Regions from separate parts of the Cricetulus griseus genome. Here region 2 is linked to region 1. The links are chromatin contacts, called in public Hi-C maps. All regions are on one chromosome and are shown on one strand. The core of a region is the stretch at or near the end of the contact, and the rest is flanking DNA. Distances in the headings are between cores, read along the strand shown.

The links. A called contact is a pair of places that touch in the nucleus more often than the background predicts.
Region 2: a contact with region 1 is called in a Hi-C map of the CHK-Q cell line, with 10 times the contacts expected there. The contact joins the enhancer-like site here to the promoter of Ezr in region 1. A contact is called at or near these places in 5 of 8 Hi-C or Micro-C datasets (the CHK-Q cell line, the CHL-YN cell line, the CHO-K1 cell line and 2 more).

What each region holds. Positions count from the first base shown.
Region 1 is chr2:287,533,808-287,538,800 of CriGri-PICRH-1.0, reverse strand. It overlaps Ezr (ezrin), which reads left to right and starts at 3,526. Exons shown (of 13, transcript XM_027401082.2): 1 at 3,526-3,677. The coding sequence starts at 3,666.
Region 2 is chr2:287,625,753-287,631,314 of CriGri-PICRH-1.0, reverse strand. The region is part of intron 8 of Rsph3 (radial spoke head protein 3 homolog); the gene reads left to right. Among named protein-coding and RNA genes, the nearest start is that of Rsph3, 26 kb to the left of the region's middle. Within about 2 kb of position 2,979, at least 1 of the 6 cell types and tissues checked has open chromatin away from gene starts, as enhancers often do.

The DNA of each region.
Region 1 (4,993 bases), core at 2,277-4,776:
CCAAACAACTATCACGGTCACTAATACCCTTTAAGGATATTTATGTAAATTGTTAAATGAGAAAAAATGGTTAAAACAGAAGGGCTATGGGCAGCATTCTGCTTAGCGAGCTGTGCTGTCAAAACTGACCCCCCGGACATGGCCTGGCTTACTGTCCTGAGGAACTCCTTGCCACGATTTCTAGATGCAACATACACTAGGACACAGCTGAGTGGCACCTTCAGGCCGCCAAGACTGTGTTGTTTACCCACCCTCTTGCTTACAAGAGACCTCTTGCCTTCCAGGAGCAGGAAAGGGAACTTCAATGCTGTCAGAAACTAACATGAGCAATCTGGGGACTTTATAATAATATAGATTGTGTTTCTCCACGGCACATATTAGCTGATGGAAAGCTTGCCCTGGGGTTATGTTTAAAAGAAATATCTTAGTCCTAGAAAGAAAGGAGGCAATAAAAGATCTTGCCAAAGTGTTGGCAATGTTGGAACTTCCCTACATGCATCCTCTCCCTGTCCCCCATCATCAGTCTTCACCCAAGGTTAATTGCTGGACTCCCCAGATCCGTGTTTGGCCAAGGGCACTCTACCTGTATCTGTTTCCCTATTGTTTATTGACTGTCCTTTCAAAGCTAGAGATTGGCATACTCCTTGCAGACTTGTTTTAATTGGTTGAGATTAACCCGGCACCTGTGTGGAGACAGGCTCTCAGGTGGTTTGATACAAAGACTAGAGGGTTTGTCAGAGGGAGTGACTTCTCAAACTACCTATACCCTACCTGGTTTAACCTTGCCCAAGAGCCTCTAAGCAATGTGCCCAAAGCCTTTCTCCTGGCTCCTGAGGAAGACATGCAACCACACTCCCCTGCCCGAAAAGCAGAAAATCTAAACCATGGTTACAGTTGGAGTAAATAGCCAGATGAATTGCTAGTGGGACAGTACCCATGAGCCCTGGCTTCCTCTCTGCCTACAGAGGCACTCATTATCCTGTTATCCAACACTGCTTCAGATACAGGTAACAGTCTCACAAAGGGGAAAGAGACATGTGAGTGAGTGACACACTTCAGGGTCCTACTGTTAATATACCCTGAGTCACAATTCTCAGAAATCACGTGTGTATCACAATCTCCAGGAGTAGGGAAACAGCATGGTGTGTTACAGACACAGCTTTCCAGGCTACTGTTCCATATGTCTCACAGATTATCTTGTAGCTCAGACTCTTCAAAGTACTGGGCTGAGGGGGTTTAGATCAGATAAAGAGATGACCCCTAAAATAATCCTTAGATGTAATATGCATGGCTTTATTAGAAAGAGGTTTTTCCTTGCACAGTAGCATCTAAGTTTTAGGGTTTAGAGCTGGGTGGTTGTGGCACACAACTGTAGTTCTAGCACGTGGGAGGCAGATTTCAGTGAGTTTGAGACCAGTCTACAGAGCTAGTTCCAGGACAGCCAAGGCTATAAAGAAAAACCCTGCCTCGAAAAACCAAAAAAAAAAAAAAAAAACCAAAACCCCCCCAAAAGTTCTAGGGTTTATAGTAGTGGGAGATGCATGAGGAAAGTATATACAAAATATGACTTTGTAATGTTAATTTACATGAGAAAGAATATACATATGTCAAATATGCATAAGTGCTCTCCTTGTGTGACTCAGCAGCAGGATTCTTTGTACTACTTATTCCCTTTACTTTAGGGATGAGGAGATGGAAGCTGGATGATGGCTTGCCCAGTGACCAGCTGGGAAGTGCCGGAGACAGAATGCAGCTTTTGTTGTTTGTTTCTAAACCCTGTCATCTTTTTATTTTTACCACACCACACCATATTTTTCAAAATTCCTCTGGAGGGTAAGGTTCAGAAAGGCTTCTGAAGGCCTGAGGCCACTGCTATCTTAAACTGTGAACTGAGTAGACGCTCACACTGTCACGGCATCGGGGCAATAAGACAGCCAGGTAGGCTGTGTTAGGAGGAGTATGTCCAATGCTCTGCAGTAGTAGGTGATCTGGACATCTTTCATAACTTATTATTCATTGTGTGATTTTCATTTTAACAAAAAAAGAAATTCTATCTTTCAAGGGAAAAGACTGTGCTGACGAGAGGCCATCTCAGCCATAGCCTCACTCCTTGCCAGGCCCCTGACATGCCTAGACATGCAGTTGGGAGCCATGTGACCCACAACAGACCGTGTTACTATTCATCCAGCACTAAGCTAACTTCACGTGTGTTATTAAGTCTATAGCTGTGTAGGCATTGCTCTTAGGTCCCTATTCTACAAATGAGAATACTGAGTCCCAAAGGAACTTTTCCCAGTCACTGGTCATACCGTCCAGGAATGGAGCCGAGTATTTTTCACATTCAATGCATCTAATCCTCATTACATCCCCACGGAACAGGTGCCATAAAATCGGGCAGTTTTGCCGATAAGAAAACCAAGCAACCAACCCATCCAGTCCCCACCGCCACCCCAAGCCCGCACCGGAAAGTTCCTCAGGCTCAGCTCTGGTCTCAAACCCGCGGCGGGGCTTAGTTGTCTCCGAACCAGACTTTGAGAAGCAATAATTTAATCACAGCCCAACAAATTTCACAGATCACCAGGGTACTTGTGTTACGGGAAGGGGGTCGGGTCTCTTTGAGAAGTATTAGAAAGAGAAATAAACTTTTAGGATTAGTTTAGGTCTTCAGGGGCTCCACCCCGTGGAGCCTTTTGCGAGTCAAGTCGAATTACGAAGACAAGTCAGTTCTTTAAGGCATGCGGGGACGGGGTCTTCCACGCACGGGGATGCTTCGGAGGCCGCGTGCAAGGGGACCCGGGGGCCGTGACCGGAGACCCGGCGGCCCCACCCACGAACGGCCCGGCCACCAGCCGCCGCCCCACCACGTGGAGTTGCACTTCCTCGGCTCGGGACGGCGCGGAGCAGCTCCAGCGCCTTCTTCCCCTCTGCGCTCGCCAGCAGCCCCGGGACTCCGCTGGCGGAGTCGCGAGCGAGGGCGCGGAGGGAGGTCCCGGGTCCCGTGCCGCCCGCATCCCGCCGGGCCGCGGCCATCTTGGCGAGCGCACCCCGCGGGGTCGTACGAGCAGGGGCCGGGGACCCCGCCCAGCTCGGTGTCGCGCCACGTGCGCTCCCCGGAGGGGTGGTGGAGGGAGGGAGGGACCGCCCGCCTGTGCGCGGACTCGGGGTCCCCCAGGCGGGGCGCGGGGCGCGGGGAGTGGAGAGCGAGCCGCTGTGCGACCCTCTGGCCCCCGGGGGAGGGCTCACCCCCGAAGCCCAGGCGCAGCGCGGGCTGCGTGGACACGCCCCCCGTCCCGGCTGCTCCCAGTCTGTGAAGAAGAAAAAAACCACACACACACACACACACACACACACACAAAAAAAAACGAGTGTTTCTCAAAAAGGTCCCGCGGTTGCGGCCTCGGCTCTGGGGCAACGGTTGCTACACGAAGTGAAACTCACCGGCGCTCGGCCCCGCTGCCCGCCCGCCCGCCCGCCCGCGCGCCCCCGCGCCCCGCCCCCGCCCGGGCCCGGTTGGGCGGTGACTCATCCGGCGCCGCCCGGCCGGTTCTTAAGCTCCGGGCCGCGGGCGCGCTCAGGGCTTCCCTCCGCCTGCAGGTCCAGACGCGTCTCAGCCGCCGCTGCAGAGCCCACTTCCCGAGGACCCGCGCAGCCACCAACCAGCCAAAATGCCCAAGCCAGTAAGTTGTCGCCGTTGAGGAGCGGGAGGCGTGCGCCAGCCTGGCTGAGCTTCCCTCCCGGGACTCACCTTGCACCGGGCTGCCGGGCGGTTCTTTTTCTGCCGAAGGGCGCCGACTGCCCTCTCGGTACCCGGTGACGCCTTGGAGGCACTCTTTAGTCCCCTTTGCTGGTGCTTTTCGGTCCCCGATCCCCGCCCGGGTGCTTCTGACCGCTTTGGGAGTGTCTGCTGGTGTAACTTGGAAGTTTCTTAACTAGTGCGGCTAGCACGGAGACGGACGGGGTGGCTGCTTAACGACCTACACCTGCCCGCCCAGTTCCTTCGAGCGACCGAAACCACTCGCAACCCACACCTTCCTGGGCCATTTGAAGGGCATTGGGGAGAAGAGAGGCTCGGTGCCTGGGGTAGCCTGGTCTCAGCCCTCTCTGGGGAGGCGCGGCCGGGCGGAGCAGGGGTTTTGCTGGTTGCAGCAGGATCCGTAGTGGAGAGGGTTAGCCGCGGACCTGAATTGCAGATGAGGCAGTCAGTCCCAGAGGCTTGATAAGGAGGTTCGTTGGGCCCTGGTCGTGAACTTGGGCTAATTAACGTGCTGCGTGCTTGTTTCTCTATTCTTGAAACTGATTGTGTTGAGATTGCTGGCGGGACCGGGTTGGGGGTGGGGAGAAACAACGACAAAGCCCGTCCTCAGTGTAATATAGTCCAACTACCTTAACGCTGGTGACTGGATGGAGGGAGAGTTTTATATAATTTTTTTTAAAGTTGAGATGGAAAAATCAAGATTAGTAAAAACTACTCAAGATATGAGGAGTTTCTTCCTAGTCTCTAGGGCTCGTCTGCGTTTGTTCTGGGTTTTTCGAGACAGGGGGTTCTCAGTGTGTTGCCCTGGCTGTCCTGGAACTTGCTCTGTAGACCAGGCTGGCCTCGAACTCATAGAAATCCGTCTGCCTCAGCCTCCCGAGTGCTGGGATTAAAGGGGTGTGCCACCACCGTCCGGTTTAGGACTAATCTGTTTTTACTACTTTTAACAGTTTATGTTCTCTGAAAGGAGGGTTTTTCTCTAGAAATCTTAATACGCTTAAAATGATAATAGATCCAGACATCAATAACGATTTTTGGTCTGAGTTACTCTTGAGAGAGTATTTGACCCTACATGAAATGCATTTCAAACCCAGAAATGACTCATCCGGACTCTACAAAGCCTGTGGAATAAAACTGGTGGGGTGGGGCCGTGGTGGTCAGTCAATACATTAGTTCGGGATGAGGTTTTCTTGATTTCATTAAGACACACAGAGATAGTGGGGGGGGGAGAGGGGGGAG
Region 2 (5,562 bases), core at 1,730-4,229, 93 kb before region 1:
TGTTATTTATTTACCAGGAATCTACCCCTCCTCCTATTTCAGCTAGCACTGAGGTAACAGGAGGTAAGTTTCTCATGGTGCTGCCCAGATCTAGCCAGAGTCTGGCCGTTTTAACTCATATCTGAAAATAGAGTTCAAAACAAGTATTTGTCAGTATGATTTTTAGAAAACAAACTTTAGAGTATATTAATGATCATATTTACCACTAGGGGTCAGTAAAGCCCTGTGTCAGTTAACTTTGAATTCAACTTCATATGTAATTTAATGACCATAAGAAAGCTTGGTGTGCAGATAAAATCTCATTATGTACTTGTGCCACAAGTACATTCAGCCATAGAGATAAATGGAGTCATCCCACTGGTAGGAAAAGGGACGCAGCTGGTTATTACTATTATGGTAAGCAAAATAAGACAGACTCAGAAAGACAGGTGCTGAATTTTTCTCTTATCTGTAGACTTTAGCTTTAAATTTGTGTGTGTACATCTGTGTATATCTGTGTTTGTGTGTATCTGTGTGTGTGTGTGTGTGTGTGTGTGTGTGTGTGTGTGTGTGTGTGTGTGTGTTTTGTCTGTGTTTACCTGTGTGTGCGTAAAGTAGAAAAGGAATTGTGAGGCAGGGGAATGACTTTAAGGGAGGCGAGGGAGTAAGGAGAGAGTAATGTGAGAGGTGAACACAGAAGAGGCAGATGGTGTTCCTGGAGAGAAGGGGACAGTAAGAGAGGGAAAGAAGGAGGGTGTGGGAAGAGGATGGATGTTTGAAAATGAGCTTCATCATTTTGTGTGTAGGGAAAGCATTTTAAAATGCAGTGCAGCCCTTGCAGGTCCAGACTCCCATTGAGTATTTGCCTTGTTGTAACGTCGTCTGCCAGCTTTGTTGTGGTGCCAGGCTCTTAGATGATAATTTAGGCTGGACTCCCGCTGTACTCACTACCTTCAGTCTTCATCCCAGTCTGGACCCTTCAGAGACCCCATTCTAGCCAGCTCATTTCAGTGACCCCATCTGTGCAGGCATGCCATGAGCACTCTGTGAGGCACTCTGTCACAGGACAGCTTTCATCCTGAGGGCTTCAGACTTGGTAGCCAGCACCGTCACATACCAAGTGACCTCGCAGCCCTAATCCTTCTTTACTCACTCTAAAAATGAGGGTGGTTTTTTGTTTGGTTGTTTTTTTGTTTTGTTTTGTTTTTTTGTTGTTTTTTTTTAGTTTTCTTTTTTTAATTAATTTATTATATATACAACATTCTGTTTCCATGTATATCTGCACACCAGAAGAGGGCACCAGATCTCATAAGGGATGGTTGTGAGCCATCGTGTGGTTGCTGGGAATGGAACTCAGGACCTCTGGAAGAGCAGTTGGTGCTCTTAACCTCTGAGCTATCTCTCCAGCCCCCCTTTTTTTTTGGTTTTTCAAGACAGGGTTTTCTGTATTGCTTTAGAGGCTGTCCTGGAACTTACTCTATAGACCAGGCTGGCCTCAAACTTGCTGAGATCCACCTGCCTCTGCCTCCCGAGTGCTGGAATTAAAGGCGTGCGCCACCAACGCCCGGCTAGGGTGTTATGTTTTGCTTTTTACTTCAAGAGCTAGGAAACAGTTCTTTCATACTCAGTTCTGTCTCCCTGGCCCAGGCAGTGGTAGATGCTTAGTCAGTTACTTGCTCTCAATGTTAGGAGTCTTTGTATATCAAATTAAAAGCTATCCCAGAGCCCAAGTAAAGGCAACTGCCATCAAGCCTGACACTCTTGAGTTCAAGCTCTAGGACCCACACAGTAGGAGGAGAGAAATGACTCCTTCAAGTTGTCATCTGACCTCCACGTAGGGTCTGTGGCATGAACATGCACACACACATTTACACTAAATATATAAAAAAAATGTTTAAAGCCTTCCCATTTCTAACCTTAGTTGTAATCATGGAGACATGATTATGGGGGGGGCAGAATTTTATTATCATATCACACAGTCATCTACCCCAGTAAGTTTCTCTTTTTTCCTTAAGTGTTCTCTCAGTGAACTATCACTCTTCCAGTTTTTCCTCATATGGCATAGCCCTCACCCTCTACTACCGTGCAGCTTCTGTTTATTCAGGTTCCTCTCATGTCTTTGCTCATATGCTATTGTAGCTGTAACCTAATGCACCAAGGAGTATTATTAAGACCCTTACTCCCATGACTTAGATACCACCAACAAACGTCCTCTACCTCCAATATATACAAACACATCTACAACAGTGGTTCTTAACCTGTGGGTCGTGACCCCCTTTGGAGAGGGTGAATGAACCTTTCACAGGGCTCTCCTTAGACTATTGGGAAACACAGTTATTTATATTACAATTCATAACAGAAGCAAAATTACAATTACGAGGTAACAATGGAAATAATTGTTGGGATGATCACAACATTAGGAACTATATTAAAGGGCCAAAGTATTAGGAAGGTTGAGAACCACTGTTCTAGAACACAGGGAGAAGGTCAAAGTAATATTGAGTAAGTACAACACCACAAAGTCCACACACAGTGCCTTGAACCTTCATGGCCTACTCTAACATATTGCTAAACATTTTGACTCTTGGTAAGTAACTCCACAGCAAGTTAAAGGTGACATATAAGGTCACCTTATTGCTATGAGCATACCCATAGAGCTAATAATCACAAGAGAAAAGGCATAGAAAGACATATCCTAAAGTATAACAGTCTAGGCTAAAACAAAACAATCTTCAGTCCATCCTAAACATGCCATTATATTAAGGGGCAGTTCAGGAATTATCATAAATAGAGAGGAACACACCAGCACCACCACCTCAAATGGCAGAATAAGGACTTCTCAAAATTTGCTCCTCCACAAAAGCAATGGGGGCAGGTGGGCAAAAATTACCCAAATCAGCATGTTTGAAAGTCTGGACTTTAGTCAGACTTGCAGCAATGATGCCTGCTTGTTACTGGAAACAGCAAGCTCGATGGCATTTGCCCTGTCTTAGCCTTGTTTCAGCCCCACGGCCATGAAGACCAGCGGGCTCAGGCCATAACAGCTGACACAACAAGTAGCCTAGCAGTCACTGAAAGGAGCAAAGTAGGCTCAGTGTCCCTCAAAGCCACATTCCAAAAACATTTGTCACTATTTGACTTTGTGTCAGCTCCCTGGAAAAGCCCATTTTTAGGGCCTGACTTTATTTGATTTGACTCAGTTTGCTCATTAACAAAGATCCTAACACCAGGGCATTGTTATTAAATAGCTTAAACCAAGAGTGAGTATAATATGACATTTACCTAAGATGTAGACAACAGCAGAAGCAGTAAGAAGGGGATAGAGAACAGGTAGATGAGATAGCCATGGGGAGATTTGAGAACCGCTGACATACCTGGGAATCTGTGTGTAGGTGACTGTGCAACACCCAGAGAAGACTTGAGATAGGATCAGTCCTGTCTGACTGACCTTGAAGGTTGATACAAATAGGAGTTGAAGGCATACCCCAACCCATACAGAGCTTCTCAGCAAAGGGTGGGAGACAATGATTCCCTCAAGTCTAGGGCCAGCCACACAGCTGGGTGGGTAAAGCCACTTGCACCAAGCAAGTTCAATTCCCTGAGATCCACATAGTGGAGGGAGAGTACTTTAGAGTAGCATGCACTCCCCCAAAACACAGAAGAATGTTTTCTTAAAGAAACACTTTTAGTATGTATTCTAACTGCTGACCCACTAACTTTACTGAACAGACCCCAATGGTCACAGACATCAGAGAAGTGAAATTGACAGCAGTTTTGCAGGAAGGTTTTTATAACTAAAATATAAACCACAACAAAAAGCCCAAAGTAGGGATGGGACAGGAATCTATCTTCCAGTATACTGTGTTATACTTAAGATGTCCAGTACCGGAGGGGGGGGGGTGCTCGCCTTTAATCCCAGCACTCAGGAGGCAGAGGCAGGCAGATCTCTGTGAGTTCAAGACCAGCCTGGTCTACAAAACCTAGTTCCATGATAGCCTCCAAAGCTACAGAGAAACCCTGTCTCGGAAGAAAAAAAAAAAAATGTCCAGAACACACAAAACTCAGAAAGTGTATCTGTGCAAAAGTGCAGTCTGCAGAAGCTGTGTAGGCAACTCCAGATTTTCAGATTACCAGAAAAAAATACTTGAATCATCTCTGTGTTCAAAGAGCTGAAGGAAACAAAAATGTCCAGAGAACGAAAGTATGAGCATGTGGTCTCATCAAATAGCAAAATGAGTGAAAAGTGAGAACCAGTGTGTTAGAGAGATGGTTCAGAAGTTAAGAACACTTGCTGTCTTCAGAGCCTAGACAGCAAAGGAAAGAAAAGGAAGCTCTTGCACACTGTTGCTGAGAAGGTAAACTATGACAGACATTAAAGAAAGAGTATGGAGGGCCGGGCGTTGGTGGCGCATGCCTTTAATCCCAGCATTCGGGAGGCAGAGGCAGGTGGATCTCTGTGAGCTTGAGGCCAGCCTAGTCTCCAGAGCCAGTGCCATGATAGGCTCCAAAGCTACACAGAGAAACCCTGTCTTGAAAAAAAAAGAAAGAAAAAAGAGAGTATGGAGGATCCTTAGAAAACAACAGAACTACTGATCAGCCAGCAATCTCATACTCAATATTCACTCAGTGCAACACCTGCATTCCCATTATAGCAATCCTCACAGGAGACAAGATACAAACCAGCATGGATGGATGGATTTTTTTAAATGGAGGATGTATATATAATGTTACCATATTCAGCCACACAAATGAAATCCTGTCATTTGTAGCAATGTGGATGGTGTTGGAGACACCAAGAACAGGAATATACATTTACATCTTCATGATCTAAAAGCTAAAATTTTATCTTCTAAATGTAGAGACCCTCACAGTGGTTATTGGAGTGTGGGAAGGATAAAAGGACAGAAGAGAGAAAAGTTGGCTATTGGGTACCAAACTACAGTTGTTAGGAATATTAGTGTTCCAAGCATAGCACAATTGGGAGATTATAGATTGTAACAGTTTATTAGGCATTTGTAGATAAAGGGAGTGTGCAAAGAATAAAATGTTTATTAAAAAATAAGTGATAAGATGTTAAAGACTTCCAACACAAATGTAAAAGTTTGATATAGAAATATTCATTAACTTAATCATTACAGATCATGTACATATATCAAGTTATCACACCTACCTCCCATAAGTATGTAATTTAATATGTCAATAAAAGTAAACTTACCTGTCATAGAAAACAAGAGAACATATTCTAAAGAAAAACCTGCATCCCAAGCCAAGATGTACCAGCTCCTGGACATGTCTTTGATGAAGTTAAAAAAAAAAGAATAAAAATCTCAGCATTAAATAAAGAACCAGTTGGTATTTTAGAACTGAAAAACAGCTCAGCCTCCCATTTGTCTATAAAACAAACTCAGATCAAGGGCCGATACTCTGTAAAACCTTCTTGGGCTTCAGCATCCGGCAGCTCACACATTGGGCATGGGAAAGAGGAAAACTCATGAAGAAAAGAGTAGATGCAAGGATAGTTTCCCCTCTGTTCACAGTGACTGTGGCTGAACAGAGCTAGCCTTTTTGATTCCAGGACAGGGA